Regions from separate parts of the Mus musculus genome. Here region 1 is linked to region 2. The links are chromatin contacts, called in public promoter capture Hi-C maps. All regions are on one chromosome and are shown on one strand. Each heading gives the region's core, a stretch centred on a gene start, on an enhancer-like site or on the middle of the called end of the contact. The rest is flanking DNA. Distances are from core to core; before and after follow the strand shown.

What was found. Promoter capture Hi-C pulls out the DNA fragments that hold promoters and counts their contacts.
Region 1: a contact with region 2 is called in a promoter capture Hi-C map of cranial neural crest. The contact joins the promoter of Ndufab1 here to the promoter of Zfp143 in region 2. A contact is called at or near these places in 2 of 39 promoter capture datasets (cranial neural crest and second pharyngeal arch cranial neural crest).

The regions. Positions count from the first base shown.
Region 1 is chr7:122,100,142-122,106,252 of GRCm38.p6, forward strand. Ndufab1 (NADH:ubiquinone oxidoreductase subunit AB1) reads right to left here and starts at 1,707. Exons shown (of 5, transcript NM_001360744.1): 1 at 1,514-1,707. The coding sequence starts at 1,681.
Region 2 is chr7:110,058,136-110,064,591 of GRCm38.p6, forward strand. It overlaps Zfp143 (zinc finger protein 143), which reads left to right and starts at 3,576. Exons shown (of 16, transcript NM_001374618.1): 1 at 3,576-3,640.

The DNA.
Region 1 (6,111 bases), core at 457-2,956, about 12 Mb after region 2:
CAAAGCTTGCTTACCATCTGCTTTCTGGCTGTGCAGAGGACATCCACAGTCCAATAACAAATCTAAAATGTTTTGCAAACAACTGTGTCTCCACATCTGTGAATGACCGTAACCAAAACCATTCTGTAAGCATAAAGCAGTTCCTCTACTATCTGTATAAAGCAGACAGAGAGCACACCACCTGTTCAAAGCATGGTCCCAGGACCCCATCTAGAAAGCCCACAAAAATACTTTATGCACAACTTAAGTTTGAGAAGTAACATTTTAGCTTAATCTGAAATTGGTCTCTAGATCCTAAGGCACAGCAGCTTTACTGCCCTTTTTTTTTTTTTAAAGATTTATTTATTACATGTAAGTACACTGTAGCTGTCTTCAGACACACCAGAAGAGGGCGAAATATCTCGTTACAGATGGTTGTGAGCCACCATGTGGTTGCTGGGATTTGAACTCTGGACCTTCGGAAGAGCAGTCGGGTGCTCTTACCCACTGAGCCATCTCACCAGCCCCCTTTACTGCCCTTTTAACACTTTTATAATGACAACCTTTTGGTCTAGCCAATGGGACAATGGCCTGCCTATCTATTACACTGTCGGTGAATCTCAACACAGGATGTAGAACCTTAGCTCTTCTTGTAGCGTGCAGGTGTGACTGAAACCACTACTTCAGGAAGGTCACTGAGTATGAGAATCGGTTCTTCAACTTGGCCCAAAGTCTACTACAGTACTTCCTAACCTTGCATGCACACTGGAACTTAAAACGCCATGCCAGGGCTTGATACCAGCGGAAAGAGTCAGAAGGGGAGCGGGAAGAGGGCTAGTTAGGGTTGAAAGTGACATCCTCACAGAGTTTAAGCCCCACACTGGTTTCATCAAATATGCAAACTACACAGGACTTGTTTCCTATCCTTACTTCCAGAAAGTTCACAGACAAAAGGTGCCACAGGGGGGAAATTACAATAGAACTCTGGGAACCTAGAGAATACTCTGCAGAGGACTATTATGGGCAAGTGGCTTTCCTCTTGTGTACGTCCTTGGAAGTGACCACGGTAATTGCCAATCGCAGTAGGTGCTCTACTCGAACTCTCACCTAAACTTCATTGCCACTCCGCAAGGATGAGAGCTGGTGTCCAATTTTGTTCTTCAGTCAAGACTGGGTCAAAAGCCGGGCATGGTGGCGCACGCCTTTAATCCCAGCACTCGAGAGGCAGAGGCAGGAGGATTTCTGAGTTCAAGGCCAGCCTGGTCTACAAAGTGAGTTCCAGGATAGCCAGGGCTATACAGAGTCTCGAAAAACCAAAAAAAAAAAAAAAAAAAAAAAAAAAAGACTGGGTCAAAGTCCTGTGCTCTAATCATAAGACACTTAGCTTCGCGACAGGGGTCAACCAAAACCCGTCAGGCAGTGGGGCTAGCCGTGTACCCCATCACCCCTGCAGGTTCTGTGCAGCCCCTCCCCCAACCCGGACGGCCCGGGGCCCTGACCCCTGACTAGCCCCGGCAAAGTCACCGCAAGTCACCTGCGCGAGCGCCAAGGCGGACTGCAGAGCCCCGGGTCTCCTCCGGATTCCCTCAGGGCATAGGGTGGTGCTGAGCGGCCGCGCCAAGGCCAACGTGGGAAGCCGGGGCAGCGGCGCGAAGGCCGCGGGCAGGCGGCGGACACAGGCGCAGAGGACACGAGACGCCATGGCTACGCCAACCCAGGATGCACTGCGCCGCAGCCTCCCGCCGCGGCCGCAGCTAGCGCCGTACGCCGGCGACGTACAGAGCGGCGCTTGAGGGCTGCGCGGGCGCGGGCGGACCCTAGCGGCTCCCAGCCGCGCTGCACCCACCTCCTTTAGAAGGACAAGGGCTGCTGTGGTTGCAACTGCACAAATGCCATCTAACCCTAAACACTGTCACTGACCCAAAAGAGAAACCGACTTGATTCTTCTCCCAAAGTTCTGAAATATATTGTTGGCTGTCAGTAGAGAGGAAGCGCCTAGCCTCGCCGAGACTTGAAGTAGCGAGGTACCCAGGGGGGTCCCCACCATCTCAGAGACGGAGAAGGGGATGGGGATGGGGGAAGGATTGTGGGAGGGGCTGACCGGGAGCGGGGAGGTAAAGTGAATAATTAAAAAATAAATAAATAAAGAGAAGTTTTAGGCAATCAACAATATGGGTTGGCCCACAATCAGCGAAAGGGGCACTCTCAAGCCTCAAATTAATTCATTAAATAAGGTTTTTCCTCCTAAATAAAAAGGATAGAGAATTTGAGAGGGGAATATGCTAGATTGTGAATTTTATAATGTCTAGCCTATGGGAGAAAGAGGCAGGAATTTCAGGGCAAAATCAACTCGACAGTAATTTTTTGCCTTTTCTTTGTGTCCCTTTCTGCAGAATGGTATATTAAAACTGCATCATTTTCAGAAAAAAAAAAAAAGTTGGGTGGGGATCATGGCATAGTGGCAAACAACATTAATACCATCACTCTGCAGCCAGGAGGATCTCTGAGAGTTGAAGAACACCCTGGTCTACACTGCAAGTTCCAAGCCAGCCAGGGCTACATAGTGAAACCCTATCTCTGAAAAATAAAATATGTCACGTTTCTCCCATAGCGCTAAGATTTTGTTATTGTTGTTTCAGTGAAAACTCAGTACACATTATAAGTGTGAGTTTTAAGACTAGTAGCCAAGTAGGTGTGACTGTCACGTCCTCATTCCCAACTCCAGAGGCTGAGGCAGGAGGATCATCTTATGGTGGTAGCCTAGACTACATAGCAAGGCCCTGTCTCAAAATAGATAAATAAACAAATAACCCCCCCCTCCACAAACCTCCCAAACTCCGTGTGCTTACAGTAACCTGGAGACCAGGAAATGGTGAAGTACAACAGTACATATTTTAAATTTTGATAATGCATGGATGTAGGGAATTTGCCTAGCATGACCGTTCTAGGTTCAGTCTGCAGTACAGCCAAAAGCGAAACTGGACAATGTGTGTATATTACAGATTAGGCAGGTTACTTACAGCTTTGCAGGTAGAATTCATTTTGACACTTCAGGATCTGAGACGGTGAACAAAAATGGACAAGTGAAGCCCACACACCAACTAGACACTAAGCAGGCAGACACCAAAGTCAAACTCCTGCACTAACGCACCTTCAAAGTGCCCTTTCCTTTGTTTTCAGCTAAGACTTTCTGGTGTAAGTTGAACATGCCTAGAAGCGGCCCTGTTCATCCCTCTCAATATCAGAAACGTGTACCCCATAACCTAAAAAATGTGCCTAGTACCTTCATCAATGATTTAAACTGAGCATGCTCAGAAGTCAGTGTGGGGATAAAAGTGTGATTACAAATGGGCCAACCTCCGTGTGGATATATGTGGAGGGGCTCACTGATAACGTTCCTCAGTGGCTTTGTTTAATGAGTTTCTTCCTTTGAGAAGAACCCCTTGGCTTGCCTGACTGATGCGGGCACTGCATTTTACTATGTCTCAGCTGTGCTACTGGGTAAAGCAGTGTTTCCTGAGGATCAGTCACTTGGACTAACATCCCCCTCAGACTTGACTTGACTACTTTCCAAAGAGGCCCTCTTCTAGCAACAAGTATAATAACTTTTGGAATTCACTCAGCACACAGTTAATGTAGCCTGACTTCTGGAGATCTGTGACACTAGTCTCTTGTTTAAAGATTATCAGCATAGCCAGGCGTGGTGGCACACGCCTTTAATCCCAGCAGTCAGGAAGCAGAGGCAGGCAGATTTCGGAGTTCGAGACCAGCCTGGTCTACAAAGTGAGTTCCAGGACAGCCAAGGCTACACAGAGAAACCCTGTCTCAAAAAGCAAACAAAAAAAAAAAAAAAGAGAGAGAGAGAGAGAGAGATCATGAGCATTAAAAAAATTGGGAGTATTCAAGGAAAAACAATTGGGAGGAGGGGTCATAGTATTGTGAAGACTTCAGCCTACAATAACTGCCATCTCAACCAAAGATCCTGACCTTTCCTGTGAGGAGTGGGAATGGTTTATGGGGCCCTGTGATGCTATGGCCGGGAACCTTAGCTAAGGCATGGCCACTGCATGGCCTGTGTGTTTCCTTCCACCCAACTCCTAGATTTTGTTAAAGTTATTTAGTATTTGAAATCCAGATGATTTAATAACCACTTCCAACTTAAAGTTTCTCTTTGTATAGCAACAGACATGTGTGTTGGTTTTTTGGTTTTCTTTTGATTCTTTCTTTCTTTTCTTTCTTTTTTTTTTCCCCCCGGAGACAGGGTTTCTCTGTGTAGCCCTGGCTGTCCTGGAACTCACTCTGTAGACCCGGCTGGCTTTGAACTCAGAGATCTGCCTGCCTCTGCCTCCCAAGTGCTGGGATTAAAGGCACACACCACCACTGCCCCACTATTTTTTGTTTGCTTGTTTTTTTAATTGTTTTGTTTGTGTGTTAAGCCGAAGGGCCATTTTACTAGTTTGAGAGAGAAACAAGGCAGGGGAGTTGTAAATACAGACAGCTGCTAGGAGGAGGGTCATGGCAGGGAGGGAGAAAGCCGTGCCTTCTGGGTCAGGCACGGAAGTCAAAGGGCAACTGTAGAAAAAAGGGCGGCTCTTCATAGAGACAGTGAGAAAATCCAGAGTGCCAAGGAAATCATACTTAGGCATTTTCTTTTCTTTTTTCTTATTTTGGTTTTTCGAGACAGGGTTTCTCTGTGTTGCTCTGGCTGTCCTGGAACTCACTCTGTAGACCAGGCTAGCCTCGAACTAGGGAAGATGAGTAATTAAGAGGCGTCCTAGATAAGCCGGGCACACTCGTGCACACCTGTCATCCCAGCACTTGAAAGGACAAAATAAGAGAACCTGGAGTTCAAGGTCAGGCTTGGCCACATAGCAAAACCATCTCAAAATATTTAAAGAAAATGACAGACGAGGGAGGGCAGAGTCTTTTGAGTAGTACTCCGGTCACTGTGAGTAGCACCCCCAGTGCCTGTCTAGTACACACCCCAGTGATGGCTGACTAGGCCATCTTCTGCTAATAGCCAGAAGCTGGAAAGAACCCAGATGTCCCTCAACAGAAGAATGGATGCAGAAAATGTGGTACATTTACACAATGGAGTGCTACTCAGCTATTAAAAACAATGGATTTATGAAATTCTTGGACAAATGGATATATCTGGAGGATATCATCCTTAGTGAGGTAACCCAATCACAAAAGACGTCATTAGATATGCACTCACTGATAAGTGGATATTAGCCCAGAAACAGAGAACACCCAAGATACAATTTGCAAAACACAAGAAAATCAAGAAGAGGGAAGACCAATGAGTGGATACTCTCTGTGGTTTTCAACTCACTATCCTGTGCATGCTAAGCAAGCATTATGATGTCCTTATCCGTTTCCCTACCTTTAATAGTCTGTCTGGTTCTTTCCTATGAACCCATAAACATGCTTGTTTCTCCTAATCTAAAATCAAAGCCAGAGACTCCTCCCACTTATCTTTATATATATTTTTGGTGCAACCATTCTGCCTTGTCATGGTCAAGCTTCTTTAAGAACCCACATTTTCTTTTTTTTTTTTTTTTTTTTTCTTTAAAGATTTATTTATTATTATATGTAAGTACACTGTAGCTGTCTTCAGACACACCAGAAGAGGGAGTCAGATCTTGTTAGGGATGGTTGTGAGCCACCATGTGGTTGCTGGGATTTGAACTCTGGACCTTCAGAAGAGCAGTCGGGTGCTCTTACCCACTGAGCCATCTCACCAGCCCCCCACATTTTCTTTTTAAAGATTCATTTATTTACGAAATAACCTACATTAAAAAAATATTTATTCATTTTCTGTACATGAGTACACTACAGTGCTCTCTTCAGACACACCAGAAGAGGGCATTAGATCCCATTACAGATGAGCCACCATCCTGGGAATTGAACTCAGGCCCTCTGGAAGAGCAGTCAGTGCTCTTAACTGCTGAGCCACCTCTCCAGCCTAAAGCAACCTATATTTGACTCCTCACATTCTACTCACTCTTGACCTACTCATCTAGATTTCATCTGCCGTGTGCCCCCTTTCTTTCTTTCAGACCTGGTAGCTCAAGCTGGAACTTGGCAAAATGAAGATCTGCTGTAAGATTGAGACAAATGGCTAACATA
Region 2 (6,456 bases), core at 2,326-4,825:
GCCCGAAGTGCTGTGTAAAAGTTGCTTAGCAGAATACTGGCTTCCAGGGAGCACTTAATCCAACAAGGCCTTCTGATAGTTCTACTCTCTGGGCTAAGCATATATCTATCACAAGTGTATTCCAAGTTGATCTACATGTAATCCAGATAGAATCTTTTTTTCACACCTACCAAGGAATTGACAAGGTTATTCTGTTTGAGCATATAAAGAGGGACCAAAATGATGCCACGCTCCCACACACACCCAAAAAAAGAAAACAAAAAACCCTTCAACATGCCTTTAGTCCCCTCCTTCACAGGTAGTTGAATGCCTTAGGAGCCAGCTGGGTCTACAGAATGAATTCTACAATAGCCAGGGCTATGCATCAGAGAAGCCATGTCTCAAAAGAAAAGCCAATCAAAAATAACAGTAGTGATCCCTGTGGTACTATTTCAGCCAATGAGCTGAGAAAGAAACCCTACATTAATGTGATCATTAATAGAGAATAAATGGCCCTGATAGAGCAATTAACTTAAAAGGCCTAGGCCTCTCAGCTCATGTATTATCCCAAAATGACCTAGGTGGACCAAAGATTGCTAAGCAGTGTCTTGATTTTAGGATAAACAATGTAGAATCTGAAAAATTAGACTAGCTTTACATATTCACTGGGTTGTAGTTATGTGACTTTAGCTGCTTGTAGCAAGAAGTCATTTTAAAAAGTGTTATGCCTTAATAAGTCCTTAAAATTGTAATTCCAGTGTCAAGAGTGCTTTCATAGCCTGAATTAGGCTGGATTTGAGTCCAAACATTAGCCCTGAAAAGCAATCAAGAAAATCTAGCAAATCACAAAACTGATGGGCTGGTATCCACAAGTAGTGGAAGGCTCTTAGTACCACCCTAACCTTACCAAAACAATCTTAAAAACAGATGTGCCTAGCATATCAGTGTTCTACATATTCATGCTTTCAAAGCTCACAAAGAATTAGAGACATTTGTGATGTTAAAACGGTTACTATATATAGAATATATAAAATCACAACACCTAACAGCTTGAGTACCCTGAGGTATAGGATTTACTAAACTTAAAAATGATTTAATGTTTTGATCATAAAATGCCATCTGTGGTTGGAGAAATAACAGTGGTTACAGAGATCCTGAATTCAATAACCAGCAACCACATGGTGGTAATAGGATCTGATGCCCTCTTCTGGCATGCTGTATATATACAGTATATACAGTTAGAGCACTGAAGCATTAAATAAAATCTTTTTTAAAATTCCAGTGTCATGCCCTAATTTTTTTTTCGTTCATTCATTTTATTTTATTGAGTGCATGGTGGAAGGGGGGAGGGAGGGAGGATCTTTCCCATGCTGGGTAAGATCTATGCCTTGGGAAGGAAGGCAGGCAAACGGGTTAGTGCTAGTGCATAGTCCATGGTGGTGCTTTATCCAAAAGACTTTGGTTGTGGCCTCCCATTTTATTCTCAAAGGGCAGTCTGGGAACCCTCTTGCAGAAGGCAGGAGGAACTGGCCGACCTCCTTATCTGTCTCACGACGGTCTAAACTCAGCTCACCCAGCTCACGTTCCTTATTAGTGGGTGAACAATCCAACGCTTGGTGAATTCTGCTTAACGATAGGAAGAGCCGACATCGAAGGATCAAAAAGCCGCCACAAGCCAGTTATCCCTGTGGTAACTTTTCTGACATCTCCTGCTACATTGTTCCAACATGCCAGAGGCTGTTCACCTTGGAGACCCATATTCTAATTTTTAAGGGTCCAAGTGTTTTGTGTCCTTGAGGATTAAACCCATGAACAAGATGGTGGTGGCATTTGCACTAGGAATGTTTAACCATTGTTCATAACAATATTCATACTGGCCGGGCAGTGCTTGCGCACGCCTTTAATCCCAGCACTCAGGAGGCAGAGGTAGGCGGATTTCTGAGTTCAAGGCCAGCCTGGTCTACAGAGTGAGTTCCAGGACAGCCAGGGCTACAGAGAAACCCCATCTGGAAAAAAAAGCAAAAAATAATAATACTGTTCAGAACCAGAGATGGTGGCACATGCCTATCTATAATCCCATTACTGGCCATGTGGAGGTAGAAAGGTCCAAGAGTACCAAAACAAAGTAGTGGTGTCATGTACCTTTCTTGCCAGGGTTTGATAGGAGTTGTGGGTGGATTAGGTCAAGATCATGTCATCAATTGCCCTCTACATAGCAAATACAAGGCCAGACAGCCACACTCTCAAAAACCATAAAAGGATGTATATTCTAAGTCCTGAGATCCTTCAAATGACATTTGAGTACCGATTATGTAACTATGCCCTGGTTAGATTAATATTTTAAAATTGTGATTTATTGGGCCTTATGTGGCATAGGCTATACAGCCTACTCTTAGCACTTAGGGATATACTCTCCGGTTAAATTCATAGCCTACTGAACTATACTGCAAACTAAAGTCTCAGATGGGGTGAGGGCAAGAGAAGGTAATACTGTAGGTTCCGACTAGATTTAGTTACAAACTCAAGTTTCTCCCGGCTATTTTTCGACTTCATCAATGACATCACCTGAAATGCAAGTGACTGACGGCTAATGCTGGTCAACCTCCTCATCTTATTGGAATATACACCTGGTACTGCGGCTACTGCACTCTTATCTGAAATGCCTTGTATTGGAAATGGCTTAAGGGTTGGGCCGAGAGGATTAAAAAAAAAAAAAAACGTACCACATGCCACAACTAATGTCTCAATAGGTTAAAGAGCCCAACAGATGCTTTCTTCATCCTTCAGTTTCACAAAACAGGGAAAGCGCATGCAAAGGACCCGAGCGACCACAAGTCCACGGACACACTAAGAGCATTCGCTTTGCCTCCCAGCGGAAGCTCGGCTCCGCCGGGATCTCCGCAGAAGCAGAAAGCTCAACCTCCCATGGCATGGTCATGCCCGGAGATTGGGGAAGGGCAGGCAGGTTCCGAACCCAGTCTCCGGCATCAGCTGCGCTAGGCACAGAGACCCAAAGCGAAGGCCTCGGCCGACTCCGAGAGCCCCTAGGGAGCGCGTGGGAGGTTCGGGCCGCCCTCCTGCCTTCCTCTAACCTTCCAATGAAATAACACTCGGCAATAGAAAGGCAAGGCCCATCCGGCCTCCGATACACGCTCCGGCAGGGCCACCGGGAGCTCCATGGGTTCCACATTAGCCCTGTAGGGAAAATGGCGCCCATCACCCTATTTCCCTCCCGGGCAATCAAAAGGACGAACCTCCCTCCCTTGCTACAAAATGGCGCCTCCCGCTGGGGCCCCAGAATCGGCATAATTCACTCGTCCGTGGGGCGGAGTGGTCCGCGATGAGCAGTTTCGCCATCCAGTCAGGCACAGAAGCTTTGATTCCGTACCTGGCGCCAGCCACTCATGAGCGGGTAGGAAGGTCAGGCAACAATGACGCAGGTGAGGTGGGCGTAGTTAGTGGCGGTTTCCTGCCCGTCAGCTAAATCTAGACCAATCGAGAGCAAGAGTCTTCCAGTGAGTGACGTAAAGACAGCCCAATGGAGGGTAGGGGCGGGACTCAGAATTGCTATGCGGGTTGCGGGGCTTGGGGGCCGGGCGGCTGTTTCCTGTCCTGGTGCATGGTGGTCGGACGAAGGAATTGTTGGAAAATTTTCTCGGAGGTTCGTATATAAATGTGTTTTTACCCAGTGTGCATTATTCTCCGCCCGGCCGCCGCCCTCAGTGCGGCGGCGCGGGCCCACTCGGGCCCCGGCTCTCCCTCCAGCTGCTTATGCTGGTCCTCAGGCCTGGCCGATCCTACGGCCGCCTTCGTAGCGCAGCCCGGGCAGAATCGGAGTTTATTAATAACCCGAGGCCGCCACTCTAGGGCGGCGGAGCCTTTCCCTCTGAGGACGCCACCCCACCCCCCTTCACCCAGCGCCCCGCCTGTCCCCTTAGGGGGCCGCTGAGGGGAGGGAGAGCAGGAGGGGAGGGTGGAGCTCTCGGGAGCCGGGAGGCTCAGCTCGACCTGACCTTCGCGCGGAGCGAGTCCCTGGGCGCTCGCTCGGTGTGGAAGCCGGTCGGACTGGGCCTCCGGGCCTCGGTTCTCAGCAGGCCCCAGCAGGGGCGCGGGGCCCGCGGCTGGGGACACGCCTGCATATCGCCCCCGGGTTTCTTCCTATTCTGATCGTAGGCACATTTATTCGTTTTCACAATTTTTTTCTTCAAAAGTCTGTGAGGCCTAACATCGAATATTCAAAAATAGTCTCTTGGAATGTTTTATAATGGGACTTTCGTTCACTCATTTTTTACTTTCTCCCTTTCATTAAACGATGTTTCAATAAGTAGAAATGAATACCACTGCCCATCTGTTTGTTTAGAATCAAGTTCTGCCTTCCCTTTTGAAATATTCAAATCATCTGGCATATTCCGTTGGGAATGTGAGAAATTGCACGTTTCAGATTGTGTTCAGTTTGGTCCTAAATTTTACTAGGAAAGATGCGTTCAGCCCTATTCGGCAAAAACTTGTGTAACATTTTAACACTTTCTTCATTCTAAGTATATAGTAAATTCATTGTGAAATGTAAAGATCACAAAACAATAAGCATAAATCTTACCCTGACATTTTGAGTATTTGGAGATGAGTCAATCGACTCTACAAATACTCTTCCCCTTTGTTTATTTTGGTTTGTTTTATCTGGGCATGGTGTCTCTGTCTATAATTCCAGCAATCGGAGTCTGAGGCAAGAGGATTTCAAGACTACTCTTTATTACAGATTTACAGCTAGCTACACACTGAGTTCCTGATCTCAAGTATACTAATAACAGCTTTTTGATAGAATATACACACGTTCAAATTCACCTAAAATAGTCCAAACTAAGTCTGGTAGTTCAACTTTGAAATCTAAGCTATCAAGGCAAAAATAGGAGAAATTTCAAATTCAAGGCCTGCCTCCACTACAGATTGAGTTTATGGCCAACCTGAGTTACCTAGGAGTAAGGCCCTATCCTACGAGAAGAGCAGGTTGAGGATATAGCGAGTGGGGGAATGCTTACCTACCAGGTACAAGGCCTTAAATTCGGGCCTAAAGACTGCAAATTAACTCACCATGCTAATGTATACCTATACATACTTGGGAGTAGAGACAGGAAGATCAGTTCAGAGTCATTTTTGGCTGTGTACTTAATTGGAGGCCAGCAGTCAGTCACACTGGAGGTTGTCTCAGGAATGGGAAAAATAAGCCTATAGAGCTAGTACATGCCTTTATAATCCCAGCACTCTGGAGGCAGGTGAATCTACAGATGGAATTTCTAGATAGCCAGGCAGGAATACACAGAAAAACCTTGTCTCATAATGAAAACAAACAAACAAACAACTAAACAAGAAAATACTTGGCCTGGTGCCCAGGGAGGCCAGAAGAAGGGGTCAGGTCCCCTGGAACTGGAGTTATAGTGATTGATTGTGAGCCATCATGTTGGTGCTGGGAACCAAACCCAGGTCATCTAGAATAGCAACCAGTGATTTTTAACCACAGAGCCATCTCTCCAGCTACCTAAATTTACATTTTTTTTTTCATTTTCTTGGTGTGTTTGTGCCATAGTGTATGTACAGAGTTCAGAGGACAACTAGCTGAAGTGCGTTGTCTCTTTCCACCATGTGGGGCTCAGGGAGTTAAGTCTTGTTGTTGTTTTGTTTTGTTTTGTTTTGTTGAGACAGGGTTTCTCTGTGTAGTCATGGCTGTCTTGGAACTCACTCTGTAGACCAGAGCTGGCTGGCCTCGAACTCAGAAATCCGCCTGCCTCTGCCTTTCGAGTGCTGGAATTAAAGGCGTGTGCCACCACGCCCTGCTCAGGGAGTTGAGTCTTAGCAGGCTTGGCAGGAAGCACCTTTACTCATAAGTCATTGTCTGGATCCTCTAGACAGGGTTTCTGTCTCAGGTGTAATGCCCTAATGGAGCTGTGTTCACAGCCGGGGCCGGGCGCCCACCTGTAATCCCAGCACATGGGTAATAGAATGATGATTGCTAGAGGTTCAAGGCCAGTCTGGGTTTCATAATTTCTAATTTCTTCATGCCTTTGTAATGTTCATTTATTTTTATTTACTTATTATTTTGAAGGACGGTACCTCTGTTTAGTCCTCACTGTCCTGCTTTGTAGACCAGGCTGGGCTTGAGCTCACTGAGATCCTCCTGCCTCTGCCTCCCAAGTGCTGGGATTATGCCGCCTTTGCCAGTTCTTCCTAGTCCTCTGTTTTGTTCCGTTCTGTTTGAGGCAGGGTTGTGTTATGTCGTCCAGGCTGTTCTTAAACTTAGCTACTTGTCTCACAGTCCTCGTCTCACCCCACACAAGGGCATCTATATTACCATAGACATCCTATTGAGAATGAGTGGCAGCATCTCTTGTGGGTTTTGTTTGCACTTCTCTGATTGCTAGTGAAATGAATCACTTGTTGTGCATTTGTCTGTTTATTTTTTGTCAATCTTTGGAGAAATGTTTG